Regions from separate parts of the Canis lupus genome. Here region 1 is linked to region 2. The links are chromatin contacts, called in public Hi-C maps. All regions are on one chromosome and are shown on one strand. Each heading gives the region's core, a stretch centred on a gene start, on an enhancer-like site or on the middle of the called end of the contact. The rest is flanking DNA. Distances are from core to core; before and after follow the strand shown. Region 1 overlaps ABLIM1 (actin-binding LIM protein 1). Region 2 overlaps ABLIM1 (actin-binding LIM protein 1).

Evidence for each region. A called contact is a pair of places that touch in the nucleus more often than the background predicts.
Region 1: a contact with region 2 is called in a Hi-C map of blood, with 2.9 times the contacts expected there. The contact joins two enhancer-like sites. A contact is called at or near these places in 4 of 9 Hi-C or Micro-C datasets (amygdala, blood and liver).

Annotation. Positions count from the first base shown.
Region 1 is chr28:25,646,877-25,653,906 of UU_Cfam_GSD_1.0, reverse strand. It overlaps ABLIM1 (actin-binding LIM protein 1), which reads left to right. Exons shown (of 26, transcript XM_038578864.1): 6 at 2,097-2,223; 7 at 3,390-3,483. Among named protein-coding and RNA genes, the nearest start is that of AFAP1L2, 160 kb to the right of the region's middle. Within about 2 kb of position 4,541, at least 8 of the 20 cell types and tissues checked have an H3K27ac peak or open chromatin away from gene starts, as enhancers often do. A contact at or near this core is called in blood, where this site is marked.
Region 2 is chr28:25,583,956-25,590,956 of UU_Cfam_GSD_1.0, reverse strand. It overlaps ABLIM1 (actin-binding LIM protein 1), which reads left to right. Exons shown (of 26, transcript XM_038578864.1): 12 at 62-217; 13 at 3,924-3,959; 14 at 6,953-7,001. Among named protein-coding and RNA genes, the nearest start is that of AFAP1L2, 96 kb to the right of the region's middle. Within about 2 kb of position 1,541, at least 6 of the 20 cell types and tissues checked have an H3K27ac peak or open chromatin away from gene starts, as enhancers often do. A contact at or near this core is called in blood, where this site is marked.

The DNA of each region.
Region 1 (7,030 bases), core at 3,292-5,791, 60 kb before region 2:
TACCCTTTACTCAATTTTTATAAATGAGCTTCTGCTATGCATACTATTCCACAGGTTGCTTTTTTTTTTTTTTTTTAACTTAACCTATCTTGGATATCTTTCCATGTCAGCACACAAATTGACCTTGTTCTTTTCAACAGTACACAGTATTCCACTACTGACTATACCATAAGTAATTTAACTAGCTTCTCATTAATTCCACATAGGCTATTTTCAGTTTTGTTGTTACAAAAGTACGGCAGGAAATAAATTCATTTTCTTCAGGGAATACGTACATGGACACATAGCACATACACACACTTTTGCTAATTTATTTGTAGACTAAAAATCTTAGCTATGAAGTTGCTAGATGTAAAGGTGCATTAATACCCACTGACCAGGGACACCTGGGTGGCTCAACAGTTGAGCGTCTGCTTTTGGGTCAGGATGTGATCCCGGGTCCTGGGATCGAGTCCCACATGGGGCTCTGGACAGGGAGCCTGCTTCTCCCTCTGCCTGTGTCTCTGCCTCTCTCTGTGTGTCTCTCATGAATAAATAAATAAAATCTTTTAAAAAAATATGCACTGACCAAAGATCACTGGAAACACACCAGTAGTCAAACAGAAGGGCAGGAGGACAATCAAGTGAACTTAAACTGTAGCAAGGGAGAAGACCAGGGGAGTCAGGAGCATCTGTGGGGGAACTGAGGGGATAGAGGTCTTACTGGCTGGTATTAAGGAGTCAAGGCAGCAGGAGCAGTTATGGACTAGGTACTGTCAAGATGCAGGAGCAGGTCAGTGATTGGGCATCTCAGTTTTTCCAGGAGGAGAGAGAGTTAAAGTCGAGCTAGGGATGCCTGGGTGGCTCAGTGATTGAGCGTCTGCCTTTGGCTCTGGGCATAATCCTGGGTCCTGAGGACCAAGTCCTACATCAGGATCCCCCTGAGGAGCCTGCTTCTCCCTCTCCCTATGTCTCTGCCTCTCTCTGTGTGTCTCATGAATAAATAGCCTTAAAAAAAATTTTTTGGTCTAGGACTGTCACTGGTAAAGGAGCAGCAGTCACACATGCAGTCGGAAGGGGGAGGTGTTTCATCATTTTGCACAGCCAGTGGCCCCGTCCCGGCATTGCTTTATTCCATGAGTGTTTCTTACAATCAACAGGGGACATGATGGCCAACCTCCCGGCGATGCTGTGTTTCATTTGCTCAGCCACATTGATTTTAAATGTCTGTGGAAGTTTATGTTGCTTTCAAAAAGGTTGCATCAATTTACATTCTTCTGAGTTCTTTTAAATATTTAACTTCCCTAACAATGGAGTATTTAGTAATCATAATAGTGACAGTTATAATAGGAAACATTTATAGGGCTGCTTCCCATGTGCCGGCCCCAGTGCTAATAACCATTATTTCATTGAATCCTCTTTGGAGGCTTGAGACAGTCACTAAGAACTTCCCAGCTTCCATGTGAGGAAACCAAGGCTTCAAAGAGGGGGAGACGGGACCTGGGTCACATGACGGGCCAACAAGTTGTTGAGCCCACTCCCTTTACCTCAAAGAAGCCAGCCCTGTGTCCTTTGTCTATGTCACAGGAGGCTGCCATGGAGGATTTAAAGCTAAGGGATTAAGGGCTATTAAACTGATGGTCACAACTCTTCAGAAGTCTGGTTTAGGATGATAAGGAGGTAGAGTCCTGTGTAGTAAAATGAGATTCATAGGCAGCTTTCCAGGAATCACATCTATATTGTTAAGTGAGGCATCCAGCATGAGGTACTTAGCGACTCACACGTGCCCTCAATTAATAAAGGCATATGAGAGCTTTCTGGAAATCCCAGCCAAGACAACGTAATTAAATATTCTCTGGGCCAGCTGGAGCTCAGAGGGTATTTAACCCCCAAGGAAATAAACGGATGAAGGACATCCATGCCCTTGGATCCACTGAGGTTCACGACGTTTCCATGCTGTGTGAGGATACGAAAGACTTGGCGCAGGGAGGGAGAGTGGAATGACACGGTGCTTAAGTAGATATTTGTTGAGTGTGGGATGGGCGCACACTGGGACCTGCATGCTTGGATTTAGCAAAACAAATGTGGGGTAACTGCTGGCCTCTGCTCTTTTCTAGATTGTGCTGGCTGTGGAAGAGATATCAAGAATGGGCAGGCCCTGCTGGCCCTGGAAAAGCAGTGGCACTTGGGGTGCTTTAAATGCAAGTCCTGTGGGAAGGTTCTCACCGGAGAGTACATCAGCAAGTAAGGCTGGAGGCAAGGCCCAGGGGTCCAGTGGGCCCTGCTCTCGGGAAGGGGACTTGAATGTATTTGTAGACACTCCCCCACCCTAAAAAACCACATAGGGTCTAAACCCTGAGCCCATGAGGACCAATGTACAAAAAACACCCACCCAGGGAGGGGGCTCATATTAGAATCAGATGCTTGTGTGGATAATATCCAAAGTGGAGTGTTGTATTGTTCCGGTTTTTTTTTTTTTTTTTTTTTAATGTAGCTTAAAGAAAGTAGTTACAGTGGTTACCTTTAAAGAAAAAAAGGAATGAATATGGGGGTACAGTGGCAATGAGGGAAAATTTTCCCCTATAAAACTTTCTATGCTATATTAGCTACTCAAAAAAAAAAAAATAAAGTGAATTTAATAATAATTTAAGAATAGAGTGAAACAAAAAAAATAGCATGGGCCCCATCCCCTAGAAATCTAGGTCGGCATGTCAGGGAGAAGCCAAAACACCTATATCAGAAGGAAGACACATCACAGGTGATTTCTTGATGCACAACTAAAGTAAGAAGGAGGGAGGAAATGCTCAGCTCTTAAAGTAACCCGGAAGGCTGTGTACAGTGGTGCTTTTTTGACTTTTCCACTTAATGGCACACATAGAAAACATTTTTACTGTGCTCTGAGGTAAATTAAGGAGGTCTTGAGAGGCTGGATGAGACGGCCCTGCACCCCTCGGGCCTCCTGAGGGCTGAAGACATGGCGTCTCAGCGCTGCCGGGAGGTGCTGGCATGTGAGCTCAAGGAGGCGATGAGGGGAAGGTGGCCCTGGGGCCTCCTCAGAGGAGGGTGAACCCTGACACCACATCTGACGCCCATCTGGCCTGGTGAGGAAGGGGAATGGTGCCAGCACTTTTGCTAGTTAGTTCTGAGACAACAGGGAAGCAGCAGTGCTAATCGTATGGTGATTCGGCTGTAATTTCTGCATAGCCCAGAGAAACAGCCCTCCGTCCACATCGTCTGGTTTCCTGCATTGGGATCATGTCTGACCAGATCTCCAGGCCTGTGAAGGCTGGGTGGGGGAGAAATATGGTCTGCTACCATTCCGTGGAGAAGGGCTCAGAGAATTATGGTCCTGGTGTCTTCCCTGCCCCCTTGACCCCCTCTCAGGAGCTGAACACCCTTCTGTGTTGCAGGGATGGCGCTCCGTACTGTGAAAAGGACTACCAGGGGCTCTTTGGGGTGAAATGCGAAGCCTGTCACCAGTTTATCACAGGGAAAGTCCTGGAGGTAAGTGACAGCCAGGCTCCCGTTAAAGCTACCATCATTTTCCTCAGACTCTTCAAAAACACAAAAGAGGCTCTTGTTCCATTTTTTTTTTTTTTTCATCTTCACCTCTGGAGGAAAGAAAGTATTTGTCGAGATTTTACGCGTCGGATTGTCTTCACAGGCAGTTTCTACTAAATGTTCATGCGACATTGGAATGATGGGGAGTTTATCAAAAGTGATAGAGGGACTAGGAGGAATTATGGAGAAGGAAGGGTTTTATGAGACTACTTTTAGTTTTAGAAGTCAGAAAATAGGAAACGGAGAGCGTATTAGAGCCAATGTGTGCCTGTGTGTGTGTCTGTGCATCAGTGTGTGACCTGTACACGCATGCACATGTACCTGTGTGGGAGCAGGTGTCTGTGCGTGTGCATGTGCGCTCTTGCATGTATGTGTGTGCTTGTGAGAGTCTACAGACTCGGAGCAGGGGCAAAGTACTGAAGCAAAGGAAGGGTGGGTGAAAGGTGAAGGCATACACTTCCCCACCCTTAAAAAAACCACATCCTGTGTGACCCAGAACGCCCTGTGGCTTGGGCTGAGCTCAAACCTGTCAGGTTCAGGTGTGAATGTCTCAAGCCACAGAGCCTGGTTCCTGCTTTCTCAGCAGTGCCTCACCCCCGCACCTCACCCCCACCAACTGCTGCCTCTGGGCTGAGCAGAGCCCCCTCTTGGACCAGAGCCCAAACTGTGGATTTAGGGGCCAGAGTTCAGAGGGAGTCACTGCCCCACTTCTCCCTGGCCTGTGGGGCATTAGTTAACAAGATCTGATTTAACAAAAACAACAAAAAATTTTAAACAAAAGAGATTACCTCATATCTGTCCCATGTTTCAGGGTGGAGAATGTGTTCTGGGCAGAGGTAAGTCAGGATGCCTAGCAGCTGGGAAGGCGACCAACTGGTCCTACAGCTTTGACAGACGGGGCACCAAATCCACATAACCATATTCAAACCTCCCAGCAGGGTGTGTTTCAGAGACACTGCACATAAATCTGAGAGGCCCCCCTGTGTCTATGGGCAGCGTCTGTGGGGTTATGCAGTGAGGTCTAGCATAGCTTTCCTAATCCCACGGCAAGCTCTGGGGTGCCTTTCTTTCCAGGAAACACAGAAGGGCCAGTGTTGGCTCTGTGCTAGGACCTAGTGTAGCTAATTAGATTTGGGAGATAAGGAAGTGACTGTTTCAGGCAGTTGTCTTTTACCCAGGGGAAGGCGGTTCCAAAAAGGAGCAGCCCCCACAGAGGCCCAGAAGTGAGGACAAGCACAGCACAAACAAAAAAAGTCAGATGGACAGGAGGGCAGGTGTGAGAGATGATGCTAAGGGAGTGGGGAGGGCTCAGAGCATGAGGACTTCGAGAGTCATAGTCAGGACTTTGGTCTTTATCCTAAGAATGGTGGGAAGCCATTGAAGTGATTGCAGTTGGAGCTGAATGTGACTGGATCACACTGCTGTGTCAGGAATGCACGGGGGACCTGAGTGGCTCAGTCATTAAGCATCTGACTCTTGGTTTCAGCTCAGGTACATATGGTTTGCTTCCATTTAGATGAAATATCCAGAAGAGATAAACCCATAGAGACAGAAAGCAGACTGGTGGTTGCCTGGGTGTTGGGGGGTAGGGGGTGGGATAAGAATAACCATTGAGACCCAGCTGGAGTGATGACATGTTTTAGAACAAGATAGAGGTAATAAATGCACAACATTGTGACTATCCTAGATGCCACAGGGTTATTCACATTTAAATGGTCAATTTTATGGCATGTGAATTTTACCTCAAATTAAAAAAAAAAATGTTTGGAAAGGGGGTGAGGGTAGAGACAGGAGACGACTGCAGAACTCAGTGCATAGAACTTTGAAAGTACTGATGCAAGGGAGACCCACCCTCCACACATAGTTGGGTGGGAGGAGAAGTTTTCATGGTCTTTCCAGTGGTTTTAATAGTTGGCCCAAGTGTGGTCAAATGCTGGGTTTTTGGCCCTCGGTGAAGCACCTCTGTAGGAAAGCTATTGGAGAAGATGGTTGTGTGCTATCCAGAGTCCAGCATGAAGTCCAGGTGGTCAGATCCCAAGACTCAAAGTGCAGTGGTAGGTGCCCCCAACCACTTGTCCCCTGAACATCTCTCATCCTTCTCCAGAGCTCTGAGTAGGGCCCCATAGCATTTCCTTTGGAGTCCCAAATTTGATCTGTGTAAGACAGAAATAAACCCATTGAGTTGGGAGCAATCGGGAAATTGCATTTTAAAACAGTAATAAAATATCAGAACCATCTCCCAGATGTTTGGCTGTAGGAAAAACAGTGGGAAGACACCGAGCGTAGTCCTCAGATTTGAGCCAGCCACGTTTACAGTAGATGCGGGCCAAAACAGCTGTCTCAGTCCACGTATGGAAATGTTCCCCAAAAAGAGTTGGGGAGGTAGGTAGGCAGGGGGCTGCTGTAGATTACTTCAGATTTAGTTCAGCCACCATGAGAAGGATTGAGAAAAATACACTAGGTCCAAGAACATGGCACTTTGAAGAAACATCTGCTTATTCCCGTTCCCTCCCCCTGAAGGGGGTGTTCACTGTAGCTGCAGGAGCTTCTCACCAGACTGGCTTCCAATTTCAGCGAGGGCCATCTGTCTGTAAGGTGGAAGTCCATGGAAGCTTTCCACACAGCGCCTGGGGCCTCATAGTAGAGTCAAGACCCACCCAGCAGGCATGCCGACCTCCCCAGAAGGGTGTGATCTAGAAAAATGTCCTGCCTGTGTAGCACACTGACACGTGACCCTTTCTGAGTCAGCTTGGCTTGGGTACCAATATAAAACAGGATGGATCTCAAGACTGCCCTCCTCCCATGACTTCATTCTCAGACCCTATCATTGAAACATTATGATTGTAATTTATAAAGGCTGTGATCCTTGCCTTTTGGGATTTTTTTCCCCCTTCTATTTAAAATATGTGGTCAAATGCACATAACATGAAATTTACCATCTTAATCATCTTTAAGTGTACAGTTCATTGGTATTAAATATATCCATACTGTTGTGCAACCATCACCACCATCCATCTCCATGACGCTTTACGTCTTGTAAAATGGAAACACTATATACTTACTAAACAGTAAATCCCCATCCCCCTCTCCCCCTCAGACCTCGACATCAACCATCCTATTCTCTGTCTTTATGAATTTGACTACTTTGGCACCTCATATAGGTAGAATCATGTAGTATTTATGTGTGTGTGTGACTGGCTATTTTACTTTGCATAATGTCCTCGAGGTTCATCCATGTTGTAGCATGTTCCAGAATTTCCTTCAAGACTGAAAAATGGTCCGTTATACGGATATACCACATTTTGCTTCTCCATTCTGTGATCCTTATTTTTCTGTTACTGTTGTTTTTTCTGATTGATTTTATCCATAGAGATTGTACAGTTTCCTGTACCTGCTCTAACAGCGGGAGCTTTAACACCACAGAAACTTATCCTCTCACAGTTCTAGAGGCCAGAAGTCCAAACCCGAGGTGTGAGCAGGGCCACACTCC
Region 2 (7,001 bases), core at 292-2,791:
ACAATAGTTCCCAAAAGAAATGAGACCAAGAGTAATTTTGCTTTCTGTTTAACTTTGCCAGGCAAAAGTGGACAATGAAATCCTGGATTATAAGGATTTAGCAGCCATTCCCAAGGTCAAGGCAATTTATGATATTGAACGTCCGGATCTTATTACCTATGAGCCTTTCTACACTTCGGGCTATGATGACAAACAGGAGAGGCAGAGCCTGGGAGAGGTAATAAATTCTAGAAGCTGTGAGTTATATAACAGCTTTGCTTTTGTCATGTGTATGAGGACGACTGAGGGGAATCAAAATAAGTCACAGGGTCCCTTTGATTGCCTGCTCTTTGCAGGTCTCTGTACCAGGTGTTTCAAGGTACTCAGAAGCCTATCACACCATCCCCCTGGCGTCAGGAGGTTACAGAGAGGCCGAAGGACAGACCAGCCAGAGGAAACAACAGGAAAGGATGAATGAGCGCTAGTACCAGACTGGGATAGCAGAGCAGATAGACTGGGAAGGAAGTCAGAGCTCTCAGGGGAGATTCTGTGAGGGGGGACAGAGGGTGTAAGAGAGGGAGAGTCTTTTTGAGGGGGTTAGGGGGGGTCCTTGGTCTGGGGACAGGCCAAAGTATAGTCATGGGGATCATGAGGAAAGAGAACAATACATCCTAAATCACGACACCTGCAGTTTGCAGCATCTTATTTTTTTTTTAAGATTTTATTTATTTATTCATGAGAGTGTGTAATGCAGAGAAAAAGAGAGACAGAGACACAGGCAGAGGGAGAAGCAGGCTCCTTGCAGGGAGCCCCATGTGGGACTCGATCCCAGGACTCCAGGATCACACCCTGGGCTGAAGGTGGCACTAAACCGCTGAGCCACCCAGGCTGCCCTGCAGTTTGCAGCATCTTATGATAGAATGTGCAGGAACAGAAACAGCAGAGAGCTCAAGACCCCAGTATGGCACAGCGATGTGAGCCAGGGTTCTGGAATCAAATTATCCGGGCTCCACCTGGGACTCCACATGCTGCTTGTACAACCATGGCCATGCGGCAGCCATTCTGACCCTGGTTTCTTCATCTGAAAAACAGGATGACAAAATGTACCTCATAGGACGTTAGTGAGGATTAAATAAACTATCTATTAAAGGTTAATATCTATATAATATCTAGATCATGTACTATCTGTTAAAACTGACCTATATAAACTAATCTATTAAAGCAATTAGCAGAGAGACCCATGGCAAATGTTCGGCAAATGACAGCTGCTACGGGGGTCGTTACCTGTCCTCTTGGGGCTGATTTATGCTCTCCCAACATTAATGGTCCAGGGACTGGAGCACAGACTCTCAGCTCCTTAGGCTCCTCCCCATCCCTTCCCAGGATTTGGAGTTCCCAGCCCGGGTAGCGTGGACTCCGGTCTGTTCAACTCACTCTTAACTTTTTTCCCTTTTATTTTTAAAACTGGAATCCTCAGTGGACTGGCTTGAGTGCGGTCATGGAGATGTTACCCAAGTATTGGACTGAAATTAGGTGTTCAATCCAAGGTTAAGACAGACTGTAAACTACCTAACATCCCCACAGTGCTTGGAGGTCTTAGATGAAGAAAAGCCATGAAAACCATGGTGATTCTGTGTAATTCGCTCTCCATAGAGCCTCCTTTTATTTACTTATTTTTCAGTTTGGGTTTTATTCCAGAGCATAGCTCTGGGTTGAACCGGCCCACTGGTCAGGAAGGGACATTCATTTTCATGTAGTGCCCCCTCGTGGTCACAGGGATGTAACTGCATCTGCAGCTGCTCAAATGCAGGTTGATCCGGCCTGGGCTGTCCAGTGGCCCTTGGACCCTAGAGAGTTGCACAGGGAGTAAAAGAAAAAGGACAGTTCCTGAACAGGGTGCACAGGGCCTTGTCCTGGAGCAAGTGGATGAGAATTTTCTGATATTCAAGTCACACAAACAAGGTGGGGAGATGAGCTGTTTGATGTGTCTATTTTCCCAGTGGCTGTTTTGAGCAGTAAAACATCAAGCACTCAACAGTTTGGGCTTTGAAGTGAACATTTCAGGATTTGGAGTCAGACTCCTATTTACTAACCATACAACTCTGGGAAAAAATATGTATTTCAATCTCCTTATCTGTTAACTCAAGATGGTAATATCTACCCCAGAGGTTTTCTGTGAGGATTAAGCGAAATACTTAGATTAGAACAGCACATGGCACGTAAATGCTCAACAAAAATGCTGGCTGCTCTCATAGTCGGCATCATTTCTGTCCTAACCTGGAATGATGACCTGTGGGTTTCTCTGAGAAATCTCACAGAATCTCGATGGGAAAATGATCCCTCAGATCAGAAACCAGACAGATTTGTGATCTCTTCCCCAACACACAAGTCTTGCAGCTTAGAAATCTTTACATGCCCTTTGGTTATTTATCCCTTTACTTATTAACATTTTTCCAAAGAATCCATAGATTGCCAATTTAGAAACAGTGGAGGGATAAACTTAACATGCTGTGTAGCCATACGTGCCTTCAGAAAGCATGAGTAGGGGACACCTAAGTGGCTCAGGGGTTGAGCGTCTGCCTTTGGCTCAGGTCATAATCCTGGGGTCCCAGGATGGAGTCCCACATCCAGCTCCCCACGGGGAGCCTGCTTCTCCCTCTGCCTGTATCTCTGCCTCTCTCTGTGTCACTCATGAGTGAATGAATGGAATCTTTAAAAAAAAGAAAGAAAGCATTAAAGCATTAGTAGGGCAGATTCAGAGGCCTGCTGTCAGCAGGCTCAGGCCTGGCTCCTACCTCAAGGAGCCTGTCTTCACCCGGCTAACAACACCCCCCAGAGATAGGTTATACCTGTAGCTGAGACCATGGGGCTTGAGGAATCCACAGCACAGAGAGGAATCCGCCAGAGAGCCTGGCGGCGGCTTCTTGTGACCTTAGGATAAGGGCAAACTGTGACACTGAGAAATCCATCACTGGCCATGTTCTTCATTTCATTTTGCATTTCATTTCTATTTTAATGCTTTTTGCATTTTAATTGCAAACATTTCATTCATTCATTTAGGAAATATTTTTTGAGCACGTAAGCTGTGCCAGAAGCTGGGACTACTTAGTTGTAAAGGAGCAGAGTTCTTGCCCTCACGGAGCTTACAGTGGAAGGTGGGAGAGAGACAATAAAAAGATATATGATGCACTTTTCCCTGGTATAGCACTAGAGTAAAAATGAAGCAGAAGAAGGAGAAAGCATGTGGGGCTGGGTTGCCCCTTCAAATAGGAGGCTCACAGAAGGCACAGGTGTGATACCTGGGTAGAGAGCTCACTGAGGAAGATGAGGAAGCCCAGCAGGTGTCTGAGTGAAAAGCACTGTGGGCAGAGAGCACAGCAAATGCAAAGGCCCTGTGGTGAGAGAGGGTTTGATCTGTTCATTGCCCCCTGAGGAAGCCTTTGTGCCTGGAAGGACGAGAGCCAGAAGGTGAATGGTAGTGTTGTTGGCAAGCCACCAGGGCGGGATGCCACAGACCTGGTCATCACCGGCCTATGTCAGTCAACAGGCGATTTTATGTGATTGCTGTGATTATAATTTAGTCAACAACCATGTTTACAAAACTCTGTGTTTGGGTAGACACTGTGACTCATAGTAGTAAACCGAGCATAGCTTGAGCACAGATGAAAAAATAGTTCCAATTTGTCTAACTTAAGCATCTAAAGTATAACAACGTATTTATCAAAACTCACGGTTCTCAGGCAGGGACATACGCCGGTCTCCCAGGAGTATAGTTGTGTTCCTGTCTGAGCCCCACTCTCAGCTTACTGAATCAGAAGACAGGGATGGGCAAGGGCAGCGCGCATGTGTATGTGGCACACTGTTTCCAGGTGATTCTGATAAATAATTAAACTGATAATGAATCAGGAAGCGCTGTGACTTTCAATTCTCTTTTATTCTTCTAGTCTCCAAGGACTTTGTCTCCTACTCCATCAGCAGAGGTAAGTGCCATTCTTGAACATTATAACGGGTGGAATTTGAGAGTTACTTGGACTTTTCCTAGACTGGAATTTTTATTTTTATTTTTATTTTTATTTTTATTTTTATTTTTATTTTTATTTTTATTTATTTATTTATTTATTTATTTATTTATTTATTTATTTATTTATTTATGATAGTCACACAGAGAAAGAGAGAGAGAGGAAGAGACATAGGCAGAGGGAGAAGCAGGCTCCATGCACCAGGAGCCCGACGTGGGATTCGATCCTGGGTCTCCAGGATCGCGCCCTGGGCCAAAGGCAGGCGCTAAACCACTGTGCCACCCAGGGATCCCTAGACTGGAATTTTTAAAGAAGGATATTTAACAAAACAACAACAACAAAAAACTTTGTGCAAAATTATAATGAATGTTAGATTCCCTACATGTGAGATGTGACTCTCGGACACAGCAGTCAATGTTTTTTCAAATGAGATTGGGGGCTGGTGAGTAGAAACAGCCATACCTGAGCCTTTGCCTCCAAGTGCCAGGTGAGGGTTTGTAGGGAGTGAGGCCACCTGTCCCGATTAGGGGTTCTCTCCCCTCATTCATATTGAATTGATCTGAATCCTAACATAGTGGATTATCTGAAGTGGCCTACGGGGGTCAGAGAGTGTTCTGTAAGCAGAGCCATCTTCTGGGGAGGCCACTCCTTTTAATCCAAAACCAATAGTCTTGTCCTCCTTCTCAGGGTAAAGAAATCTCACAATGACTTTTATCCAGTCCATGAGGCCGTCTCTTCCTTTGGGAATAACTCCTATGTGTCCGGATCACTCGGAGCCGTCAGTGATTGTTCCATAGTCAGCCATGGGTCCCATGTCAATCCATACCCACTCTTCCACTCTGAAGGACTCAAAACCAAAGACACACCCCCCAGATTAGTTACTCTCACAATCCATTTTAATAAAGGCTCTTCAGGAAGCTGATACCGATCTAGAAAATCAACAACTCCTTCACACTATCTCCTCCTGGAGTCACTAGTTTCTTGCTTTAGCTTTACCCCCACACTGACTGCCTGCATGGTGACCAGAGGCCTTAGAAGCACTTTCCATTGCCCCTCCTTACTTTTTCCCTGAAAGGGAGTGGGTGGCTTTGGGACCAGTGGCCTAAGCTCAGGCTGACCCAAATCTGAGTGTGGGCCAGCAGCAAGGCCTGACCTAGCACTTCCTTTCATTTTTGCTACTTCAGATAACAATAACCAGGGGGTTTGTATGTTTAGCATGCTTCTCACTTTTTTGCATTTCCTTATGTATTCAGTGAGTGAACTGCTCAGATGTTAGGTCTAAAAATAATAAATGATCATAATAATAATAACCCCCATCTAAAAAATAATAATATAAAATAAGAGGCACCCGGGTGGTGGCTCAGTCCGTTAAGCATCAGACTCTAGGTTTTGACTCAAATCATGATCTCACAGTTGTGAGATCGAGCCCCACGTCAGGCTCTGTGTTCGGTGCAGATTCAGTGCGGATTCTCTCTCCTCCCCTCCTGAGCGCTCTCTCTCTCTCTCTCTCTCTCTCTCAGTAGTAAATAAATAAAAATAAAATCTTAAAAAAAAACTAAAATGAATAAAAAAATAAAATCAATAAGTCTTATTAAAGGCAAGTCTTGCTTAAGGAAGATATTTAACAAAACAACAACAACTTTAAGCAACTTAAGCAACTTTCTGGATGCTCTAAATAAAACTGGATTGATCTTAGATAACCATCATAATTTAACATGGTAAAAACTCTGTATTGTTTTGATGGTTTATGACTGAGTGCTGTGAATAACTAATTTCTGTTAGTATCCCAATCACAACAGATGTTATGAAACATTAACTTCTAGTATTGACCAGTTGCAAAGTTGAAGCACATCATTTGGGGACTTTTTGTTTTGTTGTTTTTATTTAATTTATGGCTATAGGCAACTAGGATCAAACCAAAGCTTCCTTGTCACTTGCTCTCAAATTTCACGCAGCCATGGTTACTGAGGTTTTAATTTAGGCATTTTCCATATGGTATTTCAAATTTGTATTTCAGTTGTAGCCGTAGAAGCTTCATAAGACAAACAGTGCCTAAAATGTAAAATATTCCTTTCTATTCTTTTAATTCTTTGAACAGTTTTATATTGTGTTTATGTGTGTATGATTTTTTTTTTTGTACTTCATACCGAATCTGCTCTTCTCTGGATTTGGACATAGTGGGCATACTCGTAGTGGTATTACATTCCATTGAATTGATATGCCTAATTTACTTAATTATTCCCTGACTTGTTGAGAAAGTTTCAGCTTTGTAAATGATGGTATTATAAATATCTTTGAGCCAATTTTCCCATTTGAAGATCACTTTTTTTTTTTCCCTTGGGCTATGTTTCTCAAAGTAGGAAATAGAATTTCCTGGAGTGGAGGCCACCACCAGCTTGTTCTCCAGGAAAATCAACTTAAAATGTCACCAGATCAATGTTCTAGACAGTGTGGGTTGGCGGTCAGAACAGAGGGTAAGATTAGAGCTCGGAGGCTGGTTCTGAAGCAGGCTCTGGCTGTACGACCTACACACCTACACACTGGTCTCTTACCAGCTCTGAAACATTCTGCATTTGTAGAGAAGGGAGGTCATACCCTGTGTTCTACCTTCCTTATAATGCAAATCAGATGAAACGATGAACGTACTTTGTAAAATTGATAACAGCACAATATAAATGTGGCCATCAGGCTGTTTCTTTTCCCAGAGCTCTGATTCAGGAGTTTACCATTTTACATCTTAAAATTTGGGTAAATGCAAGTACTACAGGTTTCGAAAAAATGCACTAACCACAGAATGCTCCTTTGCATATGTTTTTAAGAATATGGCACTAAAATGTATACGCAGGTAGACATGATAGTTCCCAGGTAACCTTTATAGAACTTGATTTCGCCTGGACCTGATAATAGCCTAAATGTGTGCCTTATGCTTCTGCGTTCTCGCACTTTCTTTCCAGGGCTATCAGGACTCTCGGGACCGGGTGATCCACCGGTCCACCAGCCAGG